Linked DNA regions of Mus musculus: region 2 is linked to region 1. The links are chromatin contacts, called in public Hi-C maps. All regions are on one chromosome and are shown on one strand. Each heading gives the region's core, a stretch centred on a gene start, on an enhancer-like site or on the middle of the called end of the contact. The rest is flanking DNA. Distances are from core to core; before and after follow the strand shown. Region 1 has its middle 5.8 kb from the start of Gm39032. Region 2 has its middle 49 kb from the start of Gm44812.

Region 1 (5,964 bases), core at 1,311-3,810:
ACAGCTTCACCTTAGCACCCGAGGCAGCTGTCAACATGACCTTGGCCCAATTCCATTCATTCCAGAGTTATGAAATGAGTCGTAGTCAACAGCTTCTTCAAAATGCTAGGCTCTTTTTGTTAATTTTTTTTCCTTTTTGATTCTTTTCTGGTCAAATTTTTTTTTCAAAACCCTATAGACTTTGAGGTCTTGGGATGACACCAGAATGTTTGCTGTGACCCTGGTAAGACCTGGTGAAGAGCAGTAGTCACACTTGTCTGGACAATAAGAGAATATGAGTGACAGAGCCACTGAACATCCTGGCTGTTGGTAAATCAGCCCTGTTCTTCAGGAAATCTGAATGGAAACCAGCACACAAGCATAGAGACATGTGTCCTCCCAAAGCCCTTTCCTCTGGTTGCTGTCTTTTAGATGTGTGCAGGTGTACCATGCCATATTGCATCTCACCATCTTAAAATAAGAGTAAAGATCATGTCTTCTGTAACACAAGGCATGAGGAAATGTATTGAGATAATTAGGATATGAATATGGGATATGATCCATACATATATAACTTAGAGATATTTTAAAATACATATGTGTGGTATTCAACATATATTGTCTACCTATTTCCACAACTACATGCACAGAAAAGTAAGAGGTTGGGTTGTGAGAGAAGACAATTTTCCAATGGATTTGTGTTTTAAATCCCTTAAAAAAATGCTGCAGGTGTTTCCAAGGAAGGTTTCCTTTTATCCTAAGATGTCCAGATGATGTGAGATAGTTGGGCTTCAATAAGAGGACTAAGGGAGGTAGCCCTGCCTCTTTCTCTCTACGACTTAAACACCTAGACTGTTCCTGTCATTCTTTTCTCACATTGCCTATTTCTAAAGGACCAATTCTATAGGTTCAGTGCAAAGATATTTCTTCAATAAAGCCTTCCTCCATAGCAGTGTGTATTTGTCATGTGCAGGTCCACAGGCACTTGTGACTATAGAAGTAGTTGGGGTGACCATGGCGGGGACATGAAGAGCTGAATGTGAATTGGACCATAAATGCATTATTGAGGGTTTGTATCTTCCTTTGAAGTATACAGCATTAGCCACTGTCAGAGAGAAGATACCAAACCAGACAGTAATTGCAATAATGGAACAGACAAATGGTCTATATGCCCATTAAAGTCATCAACACCTCTAATTTTTGAAAGGGGCTTGTTTGAAATACAGTAATTGTGATTATGTTGCCCATAAAGGCTCTGGGTGATCAGCCATGGTCAGCCCAGTGCCTCTCTCGCATCCTTCTGGACAGAGCTAACAAAATCTGAATGCTAAAACACAATTTATTTCTGAACCACCTTAGAGAAAGGGGGCTTTATAATGTTTAAAAGTTGAATGTGGTATCATGTAACACTTTCCTTTGTAATATACTCTCCTCCCCCCCCCTCTCCCTCTCTCTCTCTCTCTCTCTCTCTCTCTCTCTCTCTCTCTCTCTCTCTCTCTCTCCCCAGGTCCATGACATGCAGCCTTTATTTAGAAACCCAAGAGTATTGGTTTCATCATCCCAGTACAAGCCAACTTTTTTGCATAATTATGCCACTTCCAATTCTCTGTTACTTTAATAATAATCTGCACACAGACACACAGACATTCACACAGACACATGACATACAAACACACACACACACTTACTTCTGTTTATCCTATAATGGCCTCTTCTTTTCTTTCTCCCTTGGAACTTTTTTGTATTTCAATGAAGTCACAATCAGCAAACGATTGATATCATCCATAGCATTTGTGGAGAGGAAACCTCACAGTTGAATGTTGAAAGAAAGTTAGCTTTCCAAAACAAGCCTTAGCAATGTTCTCTCAGAACCCTGCAAACCTAATTCTTGTGATAAACATGTTTATGTTCATGGAGACAAAAGACCAAGATATCTCAGCTCATCTCAGAAATCAATGGGCACTGAGAACAGATTTCGTGGAATGGGCAGACTGTGTGGTCTGTGAAATTCTTAGTTCACACTTAAGGATAGGAGCACTCCAGCAGAAGGGTTATCACATACTGGATATAAACACAGAAAATAAAAATAATTAAAAGGGCACCAGCTTAGTTTGCATTATCTTTCTTCTAAACAGTTAGCACTGAATCTAAAAATAACTATTGAAACCCCATACCACCTCCTAGAAAAATCATATTATTAAAAAAAACAAAAAACAAAAAAACAACAACAACAACAACAACAAAAAAACACCCTTTCATCTCAATTCTCCTGGCCTGCCCCAAACCAACACTCTTACTTCACCATTTTGTCTTTAACAAGCTCCTAGACGATTGAAATCGGTACACAGTGACATTTATGGACTAACATTTTACTATTTAATTATTCACTACATCTTCCCAGGTTCCTCTCCATTTCTGGCTCAACCAGCTTTTCTTACCAAGAGTAAATATATAAAAACCTACTGTTAAAACACTTAACAGGCCTTCTCTGTCACGGCTGTGAACTAGTGTCCAGTCCATTTGGAGGCCTCTCCTCCTCTTTCTCTTCCTTTGTTTAAAATATGCTGACCACACAGTGACCTCTCCTAACCCATCGGTCGAAAATTACAACCAGCCACACACACAAGCAGCTGGGGTCAGAAGGAGCAGGGTCTGCTAAAAGTTAGTAATCATACATTAATTCCCTGACATAATTAATCAAAATGAACCACTGTTATCTAGCAAGAAACCTTTACCCTATTACAAAGGGGTCAATTTGCGAACCACTTGAGCCTGGGAGTTTGGAACAAATAGCATACACCCTTCATCCGGGATGCCCTAAGTAGGGAAAAATGTCTTTGAAGTCCCAAATCTACTAGATTTAGATATAATTTCATCAATCAAGTTAAAAGCCTGCCTCCCTGCAGAAGGATTCCATGGAGCTCTGTCAACTGGCTCTGTTGAGTGGTGACTGAGAATCCATTTGTACGTTTTTTTTCAATCACAAGTCCAAGAGAGGGTCTGACCTGACAAAGGAGCCAAGAGTTTATCAAACTGAAGAGGAAGGAGAGAGATTTGTGGCGGGACCCGTTTCCCACTTGCAGGGGCAGTCGTAAATTGGCTGAGTGTTCTGCACACAAGGGTGTACGCTTTCATATTCAAGACGGAGCCTGCCAGGTGTTTAGCATCGAGATTTACACGGTACAGGCAGGAAGTCTGAAAAAAAAATAGAAGAATTAGATCTGTTGACCTGAAGTACAGAGGAGTGTGTGTGTGTGTGTGTGTGTGTGTGTGTGTGTGTGTGTGTGTGTGTGTGTGTGTGTGTGTGCACGCACTGAACTCACTGTGGAAGCAATGAAGAGAGGCGTGTTTAGATATCTAATGGCAGGAGATGTGAAGCTGATATGTTTTGGGCAGTATGCCGCTCATCAATTCCTTTTGATATCTTTAGAGACTGGAGGAGAATCCAAGGCTCGCCCCTCTCAAATTCCTTCAGTTGTTCTTGTGACATCATTAATGTGGTTAGAAACTGATTCTAATGACAATATTTTAAAAAAGAGACAAAAACAAAAACAAGGACAGACTCTGAGAGAGGGGGATGGAACATATCACACATTTCAGAGGAAAATGACATGACCAACTTCTTATATTGAGAAGTTCAGAAAGATGTTGGCATTGTCTATGATCGCCTAGAAAATAGATCCCAGTGGAGTGACTATAGCTTTTAACTGTTCCCCTCAATCCTGGAATCCATCCACTACCAACAGATTTCCAAAATCTTGCTCTGTACTTTTTCCCTTTTGTCTCAATGCATACCCATTCATATTAGACATTTCAGTAAACTTGTTTACTTCCATGGGCTCAGATATTTGCCAAGCAATTCTTCAGTATTAGTATAGCCATATTGATCTGTAGATGTGGAAACTTAATATATATTTGATTTGTCAAAGCCAGTACTTACTTGACTTGGAATTCATTTTCCAGATATAGAAGAGGAGGCCCAAGAACACACACCTGCTATGATAAAGTGTCAACTTGATAGGATCTAAAAGTGCCAAAAAAGAAGAAAAATCTCTGGGCATGTTGATCAGTGACTGTAAAGATTAGGTTAATTAACTTGGGAAAAAATCTATCCTAAATGTGGGTGTTCTTTACATGCTCTGTGGTTTCAGACAGAATAAAAAGGAGATAGTAGTAAGGAAAAGCTTTTGCCTGGGCCTTCTTCTTGACTGTGGATGCCACATGACCAGCTGCCCAAACTCTGGTTGTCATAATTTTCTGGCCAGGATAGACTATATAAAGAAATCCCATTTCCTTGAGTGGCTTTTGCCAAGTGTATTGCTATAGCAATGAGAAAGTAAGCAGTGTGTTGACCCAGTGGCTGAGGAGGCATTCAGATCCACATCCATCTATCTCCAAAGGAGCCCAAGTCCACCATGCCAGGCTCTTTTGAGAATAACATTTTAGGGTCAGGTTCAATTTTAAAAACATAGAGTAATAGATTCAGAAATAGTTCTATGTAAAGAATGAGGCATCCAAAGAATAAGCAGAAAAACATCCTCAGAAACATACCTCAGTTTGTTCAGAGTATAACCCACTGCCAATCAAGGAGAACTCGCTACCATGCTTCCTCCAGTCATTGATTGAGCAGGATCCAGGAACTCCTGAAAATCAATTCTGTTCTTCCATCTCAAGCTTCTTGTGCCTTCTGACTACTCCTAAGGTTAGATGGTCTCCTCAGGGCCCCAAGCCCTTTCCCCTCGACCTGGAATGTTTTTATCCTTAGGAGATTCAGTTGGTGGTTTAGCATCCTTCAGGTTTTAATCTTAATGTGTCAGCCTCAGCAATGATGCCTGGCTCCATGGCTGAAGGCATCCTCCCCACCCCCACTCCACCCCCATCCCCCCTCCACTCCATCCTGACGCTTCTCAGATGCAACACAACCAGCACATCCTGGTCTGCTCCCAGGATTTAGTACAATGCAAGAAGTCCCATTCATTCCACTATGTTACCATCTCATCCCTAGCCACACACACTATGTCAGCCATGGATCTTAAGTATCAGCTCTTTTGACAGGTGAAGTCTGTCTGTACATACTTGACTTTGGTGGGGGATATAGTAAATTACTGCCCAAGTTGAAGCAGTTCTGATTTTTTTTTATTTGCATCTTTACAAATGATGGAATTCAAGACTACAATACCATAGTCTATTCTCTATGTCCAGTATTTATAGTATTTATAGACCTAGGTAAATGAGTGAATAGCTCTCGGATGACGTTTGTTTATTAGTGCTCATGGCTGTAATGAAGAATGATCTTTGATGACTTTAGTAGTATCTGTGACCTGCCAATAGGCAGCAAGGACACTAACTCCCATCCTTTGGCCCAGACAGACCCATTTCAGTTCTCACATAGGGAACAACTCCTGGGAATTAGAACAACTAAATCCCATACAATCCTCCATCCATGGCCATCAAGTAGCCGAGAAAACAAAGCAGACTCTTACCAACAAGGAATGCATACAAAAGACTGTGTACCTTAGTCATGAGTTCCATCCTGGGAAGAGAAAAAGGCAAAGGGAAATCGCAGTCGTAGGCAACAGTCTACTGTCAGGTACCAAAGTCAAGAATGTAAAGTTAGCTTTCCTCTTTCAAATGAGCAACCTGAAAAATTAACAAACAAACAAACAAACACCATGCCACACCACCCAGTGGTGGCCACATTTGTCACTGTAGTGGATTTATAGGCAAGACTCTTTTCCTCACACACCCTGGGGGGCTCCATTCTGGTGGCTCCTTCATTTTCTTTTGTGAGTGTGCTGCTGAGGGAGAGAGCTTTGAAATCAAGGGACAGGTAGCACAAATTCATAATGAAGAATAGAACTTTGGCTCATGGCGCACTCTGCATGACCTTCCTCGATAATGGTCCTGAGCTCCACCAGGAGGAACGCTTAAATGGCTGCTCTTCACTCTGACTTTGGAATAGCCCCCAAGTGCAGAGGCCTCCAC
Region 2 (5,964 bases), core at 2,502-5,001, 340 kb after region 1:
CCAGGTAGTCAGACTTGCTGGAGCTGGCCCTGTCTTGAGGTAGTGTCCCACCTGGCAGAGAGAACTTGGTCTACAATAGGTCAGATAGGCAGCACCCAGGTAAAATGGTCCAGCAGTTCAAGGGGTCATCCAGGATGGGAAGTTGAGACTGTCACAACTTGGTGACCACCTTAGAGAATAAGATATATTTCCACCACATACAGTTACCAATGCTGCTGCTGGTCCCTCACCCTTGTCCTAGGTGTCATCTGATATATCTCTGATCCCAAAGGGAGGTACAAGCAGTGATAAGCAATGCTCTAGTCTCCATGATGAGATTTCCATTAACTGTCATTGACCTGACCCATGCACTTACATGTATCATCTGCTGAAAGCCTTATTTTTGCATGGCTTGTAGGGTATCACCCTTTGTAAGCATGGTCTGCCCCACCCCCAACTCTAATATGAAGGAAATTGATGGGACTAAAGGCACAGAGGGAATAGTCAATGACTCATGTAATCTGAGGCTCAAATTCAGCATCCATCAAAAAATTACCATAAGAACGTCCCAGTTAACCTCAGCATATAGTCACTAACAAAATGTCTAGAATATAATTATATGGCATTGTGAACAGGTGTTCATTGCTTGAGAGCCTGAGCTCTATCTATAAAAGAGCATATAATCTACTCCACATGTTGAAATACAGTGAATCTAGAACAGGTAGATAGATGGTAGATTGATTGGAGAGATAAATGATACACACACACACACACACATATATATATATACATATACATCATACACACACACACACATATACAGCATAGACATGGTTCCTCTGTGATTAAACATGTCTAAAAGAGAGCTGAGTATAGGTCCCATTGAGCTACTTAATACACGATTGGGGGGGTTGATTTTTTAATACCCTCAGACCGTTTCACCAAAATCACCATATAAAATTTTGCTGCTTTAAAAGAGAGGAATAAAGTCTTTATAAGCAGAATTCTTTTATGTGGCACTCTATCCATGCAGGATCACACAAGAACAAGGGTCAGAACACTATTCCAGTTTCATATTTTCCTCCCACTTCCTGCACAGGGCCTATATTCAGCAGGCCCCCAAGATCAAAAGCCGCACTAATACACGGCTTACATCTATAAGTCACGGAAAGGATGTGGGTTCGTGAAAAGTTATGGTTTTCCTCCCTCTCAAAACCAGGCAAATATTTGATATTTTGCCAAGGCTGCTTAAAGCAGGTTAGATCTACATGTGACTTTGCTGTAAGTATAAAGAGAGGAAAGGAATCTCTGAGATGTGTAACCAAAAAGTTTCCTTCTTTCTGTAGAGTTTGAGGCAAAGGCCAAATTTTGGTTGGGTTTTTTTTTCTGAATCTCAGAAATACTGCAACTTGAATGTTACGGGAACATCAAATATGGTTATTGTCGCTGGAGCTCAAATTTTCACTCTATTCCACTTGAACACTGATTTGGAGTTCATAAAAATAGCAACAGTAAGATCGCCAAAGACATCCTATAACCTTAACACAAAGTAAATATGAACACAGAACAGAAATGTAACCTTTTCAAAGTTCCCTGCATGCAAATACCATGCAGAAGTCACTGACTACTGAATGCTCCCACGCTCCTTCAATAGCTGAACCACCCTCCAGGGAACTGCAGAGGCTTGATTTGATCCTTTGCAGATCTTTGAGCCCTCTCCTTCAGTGATGGCTTCTGGATGTCCAGCCATCATTTCTAGGTAGTCAGTTTCTCAAGAATGCTACCAAGTTATAACCACAAAGTTTACAAAAGAAACTACTTATGAAGTGTATGGATCTGTTCGTCTCTTGAGACTCACCAGCTTTATGCTTAAGCCATTATCCAAAGCTATCCATTGAAAGGAAGCATACTGGTCCGGGGTTGGCATTCAGTAGGGGGGCACTTGCCTTGTGTTCTTGAGGTCCTAGGTTCAATCATCTATCCTTGGTATGAGAAAAATTAAAAATAAAATGTAGTTTCAAATGAAGTTGTGAGACAATGTACTAAGACAGCATCCCCCATCCTTCTATCCTAAAGGCATGTATTTGTATGGTGAGCTTATTGAACACTTCTGGAGTTTTGAACTGAATGTTTACAGACAAGTACGTGAGAGCAGGGAGCTAGAAGAGGATGTAGTAGATGTACTGTGATGCTCTAGAAAGAGAAACCTCAAGTTGAGACTTTAAGATTGGGCAGGTATTGCAATGAGCCTCACTGTAAACGTAGGATCCAGACTACACTGTGTACAGGCTTGAATGCTGAAAGGCTCACAGAGACCTGCCTGATAGATTCCACCGCAGAATAACTCAGCCTCACCCATAAAAACAACAGACGACAAATGATCACGTCTAGCAGAGGCCAGGAGGATGATGGGAAAGACAGATGCATGAGCAGAATGGGCAGGTAGATCTATGGGGTGAAAGGCATTACCCAGGTGAACTTAGTGTTTTGAGTGTGTTAATACTTCTCATTGCACAACATCTACTGAACCTAAATTCAAAGTTTGAGCTTCACTCTGGAGAATTGCTTGGAAGTCACAAATGTTCTCGGAGAGGTGAGGGATGTCGCCCAGTCAATGGAAGGTTTCCCCAGTATATACTAGGACCTAGATCAGATGCCCAGCGTCACATAAAACAAGACGTGGTGATGTAGGCCTATAATCCCAGTACTCCAAGAGTTGAGGCGAAAAGAACAAAGTCATCTGTGGTTATAACAATGACTTTGAGGCCAGCCTACAATATAAGAGACCCTATCTTCAAACTAAAAAGGGAAATCTAAGAAGCTCAGGAGGATAGCCTTCCCCAAGGCTCCTTTCTCTAGAACTAGTCTACCAACACTTCCACATGTCAACAAATGAAGAGTATTCTAACACACCTTCTAGTGGTACCTAAGTCACACAGAACACTTCCTAGACACTAATAAAAGTTAACTCCTTATCTTTTGTTTACTTAAAAAATTGTTCGACATCTATTTAGAGAGGGCAGGACACGTATGCCATGTTGCACATAGACAGGTGAGGGAACAACTTGCAGGACCTGATTTTCTCATTCCACCTCATAGATCCCAGGGAATCTTATGTCAAACAGGTGGGCAGGCTTGGTAGCAAGTACTTTTATTCAATATGCCATCTCACCAGCAACACACATCCCCATTTTAAAAAATGTATTTGATATTTACAAACCTAAAACCCACAGTTCTTCTTTATATAATGCCCGGGATCTATGGTTGTTAGACTATCAACTGAAGCTTTGGAAGTTGTCTTAAAGTCTAGTGAACAATAAAGAAATAAATATTCTCCATACAACAATGGTGGGGAAATCTGTCGATCAACAATGTAAAATGAAGAACTTTGTTTGTTTAATGTTAAAACATCAGAAGTGAGTGATAGAATCTTAAAGAGAAGAAAAAAAATTCAGACTGAGAATCTTCCAGTTTCTGGGCAACAAAATCTGAGTTTTAATGGAAGAAGCTTGGTTTCCTGTACTTTGTATTTGGGGTTTTTTGTTTGTTTGTTTGGTTGGTTGGTTGGTTTTGGTTTGTTTTGGTTTGTTTTGGTTTTTTTTTCTATGAAAAAAATGTTTAAAAGTTTCACCTGTAAAATGATAGAAATCTGCTTTCTAATGCCATCCCCATTCCAGAGCACTTGATAAAAGCACATTTTCCCAGGACTGAATAAAACAACACAGAGATCTAATGTTTACAGATACACTGCCAGCAAACCTTGAGAAACTAGCAAGTCAAGTCCTTTTCTGGTTCCATACAAGATTGTAAAGAGTCACATGCTGCTATTAAGGACTGCTTAGTTGTTAATCCAAAAGAATTTTCCTGTGCAAGGGAAGATCTTCCTATAGATATTTTTAGCATTTGAAAAACATGGTTTCATGAAGAAGAAAAAAAAAGATAAAGAAAACTTTAGATGTTTCGGAGACATCATTCTGTGTATGAACACATTGTCTTTCATTTTTAAAAAGTATTTTTAAGTAACCAGTGTCATAGGAAACTGCGATAGCTTCAGGCTTTTCTTTTTCTGAGTTCGAGAGATATATGAAGTTAGAGAGAAACTTGTCAAAAAACCCTTCCATCTCCTGTAATTAGGTCTGCTCACGAGGATAACAGCTGTAACCGGAGTCTTAAACTGTGATGCTTCCCATCTTCATTAAAGGCATTCAAAAAGACCAGACCACATTTATGGGTTTCTTTTTTTTAACTCTTCGGCAGAAACAAATGTGTTTCCCAGGCACTCATATGTGCTACTGGATTCGGAGGTTGTTGTTGAAGGGGACAAAAACATTCCCCAGTCTCATTGGCCTGCAAGTAGGGAGAAGGGTGATTTGAATACTTGAGAGTGTGACAGTGTGCACTGGTAGCTTAATTGTCCACATGTGCAAACGGAGCACTGTGTGCATGCAAGGGTTCCACAGTACTAGTGAAGAGTCCTCCATAAGAAGAGAGCTAGCAATGCCAAGGTTGATCACAGCCATCACCAGTGCTCGGCCACCTATGATAGGTCCCTGCCACGTATTTCCTTGTTTATTACTTAATAACAATTGGTTGAAGTATTTACTATTATGATCTCCATGTTACCAATAAAAACTGAAAAATACTGAGAGGCTAAGCAAATTGTTTAAGGTCAGAGATATCAGCCCATGGCCATGGAAATGGTTCCTCCGGACATGGGACAAATGTGGTCACAAATAAAAATACTGGCAGAGAACTCATGAGTTACTTCCGTCTGGTGGTAGTATGGGATACTTGTAACCTAACACAAGGCCACATTAGTTTTTGTCATTTGAACAAAGCATATCCCCTATATCAATAAATGTAGTTTATTATCTAACCATATGCATACACATACATAAATATGAATATACACATACAAACTCAGCTACCCCATGTGGCAAATATTCTTAAATTTTCCACAGAGATTGATTTTCTTTATCTGAAAGAATCTAAAGGTAGCTCTCATGGTTTTTTGCTGTCAGAGGCTATCCCTTCTATAAAGCAAGCATGTTCTAAATGTTTAATGGCTGTATGCATATGATAGTATGTCTATGTTTGTGTCCCTAGCATAGGATATTATTCATAAATCTTCCATTAGAAAGTGATAAAAAGTCAACTCAAACCAACTAAAACCAAAAGGAGAAACAAACTAGTTTTTATCCAAGAGGAATCTGGAGCCTCCCTGCATTAGGTACGCCTGAACCCAGGTATTCAGCCGTGTCCTAGAGACAGCTCCCCAGGTTTTCTGCTCTGTGCCCTTCTGTTTGCTCTATCCATGGAGTTCCTTCTGGGTAAGGATCTTCTCATCAGTTACAGACTTTGTGTGGCTACTCTAGAACCGGGAACTCTTCTTTCCTCAGAACATTAACTAGCATGCCAAGGAAGCAGTGAATTACTGTGACCAGCCTCTCCCCTCATCCCAGAACCAATCACTCAGCTGGGCCATCTTGTAGGTCAACCAAAAAGAAGAAAAAGGAAGAAGAGAGGAAAAAAAGAATGTGGTGTGTGTGTGTGTGTGTGTGTGTGTGTGTGTGTGTGTGTGTACTGAAGGATGTATTCATGTAAACAGAAGAATAACTACATTTAGCCTCTTAGCCCAGAAGTTTCCAACAGATTCTTATCTTCAATGTTCTTCCAAGGTTTCGTTTCTAAAATGAGGAGTACATCATTTTTTCTTCCTCCCGCTGTCCTCTTTGTTTTTGTCTGCTTATTTTATCTTTTTTTTTTTTTCCCCAACAACACAAGGCCTTTGTGGATGACATCATTTGGTGGAAACTTTCTTCTTCATTGTATTTGGTGATAGTTATCAACATCAGGGTGACAAAGCCATCATCCCAATAAACCTATACCCATAGTTAAAACCATAAATCAGCAAATGGATACTACAAAGTGTGTCCCACTGCATTCTGATAATTTGTTGGAGACTCTGAAGTGTTGGGAGTCCTC

What was found. A called contact is a pair of places that touch in the nucleus more often than the background predicts.
Region 2: a Hi-C map of uterus shows a contact between it and region 1, with 4 times the contacts expected there. The contact joins two enhancer-like sites. A contact is called at or near these places in 2 of 484 Hi-C or Micro-C datasets (nephron progenitors and uterus).

The regions. Positions count from the first base shown.
Region 1 is chr7:70,793,292-70,799,255 of GRCm38.p6, reverse strand. No RefSeq gene overlaps it. Among named protein-coding and RNA genes, the nearest start is that of Gm39032, 5.8 kb to the left of the region's middle. Within about 2 kb of position 2,560, at least 8 of the 459 cell types and tissues checked have an H3K27ac peak or open chromatin away from gene starts, as enhancers often do. A contact at or near this core is called in uterus, where this site is marked.
Region 2 is chr7:70,457,563-70,463,526 of GRCm38.p6, reverse strand. No RefSeq gene overlaps it. Among named protein-coding and RNA genes, the nearest start is that of Gm44812, 49 kb to the left of the region's middle. Within about 2 kb of position 3,751, at least 1 of the 459 cell types and tissues checked has an H3K27ac peak or open chromatin away from gene starts, as enhancers often do. A contact at or near this core is called in uterus, where this site is marked.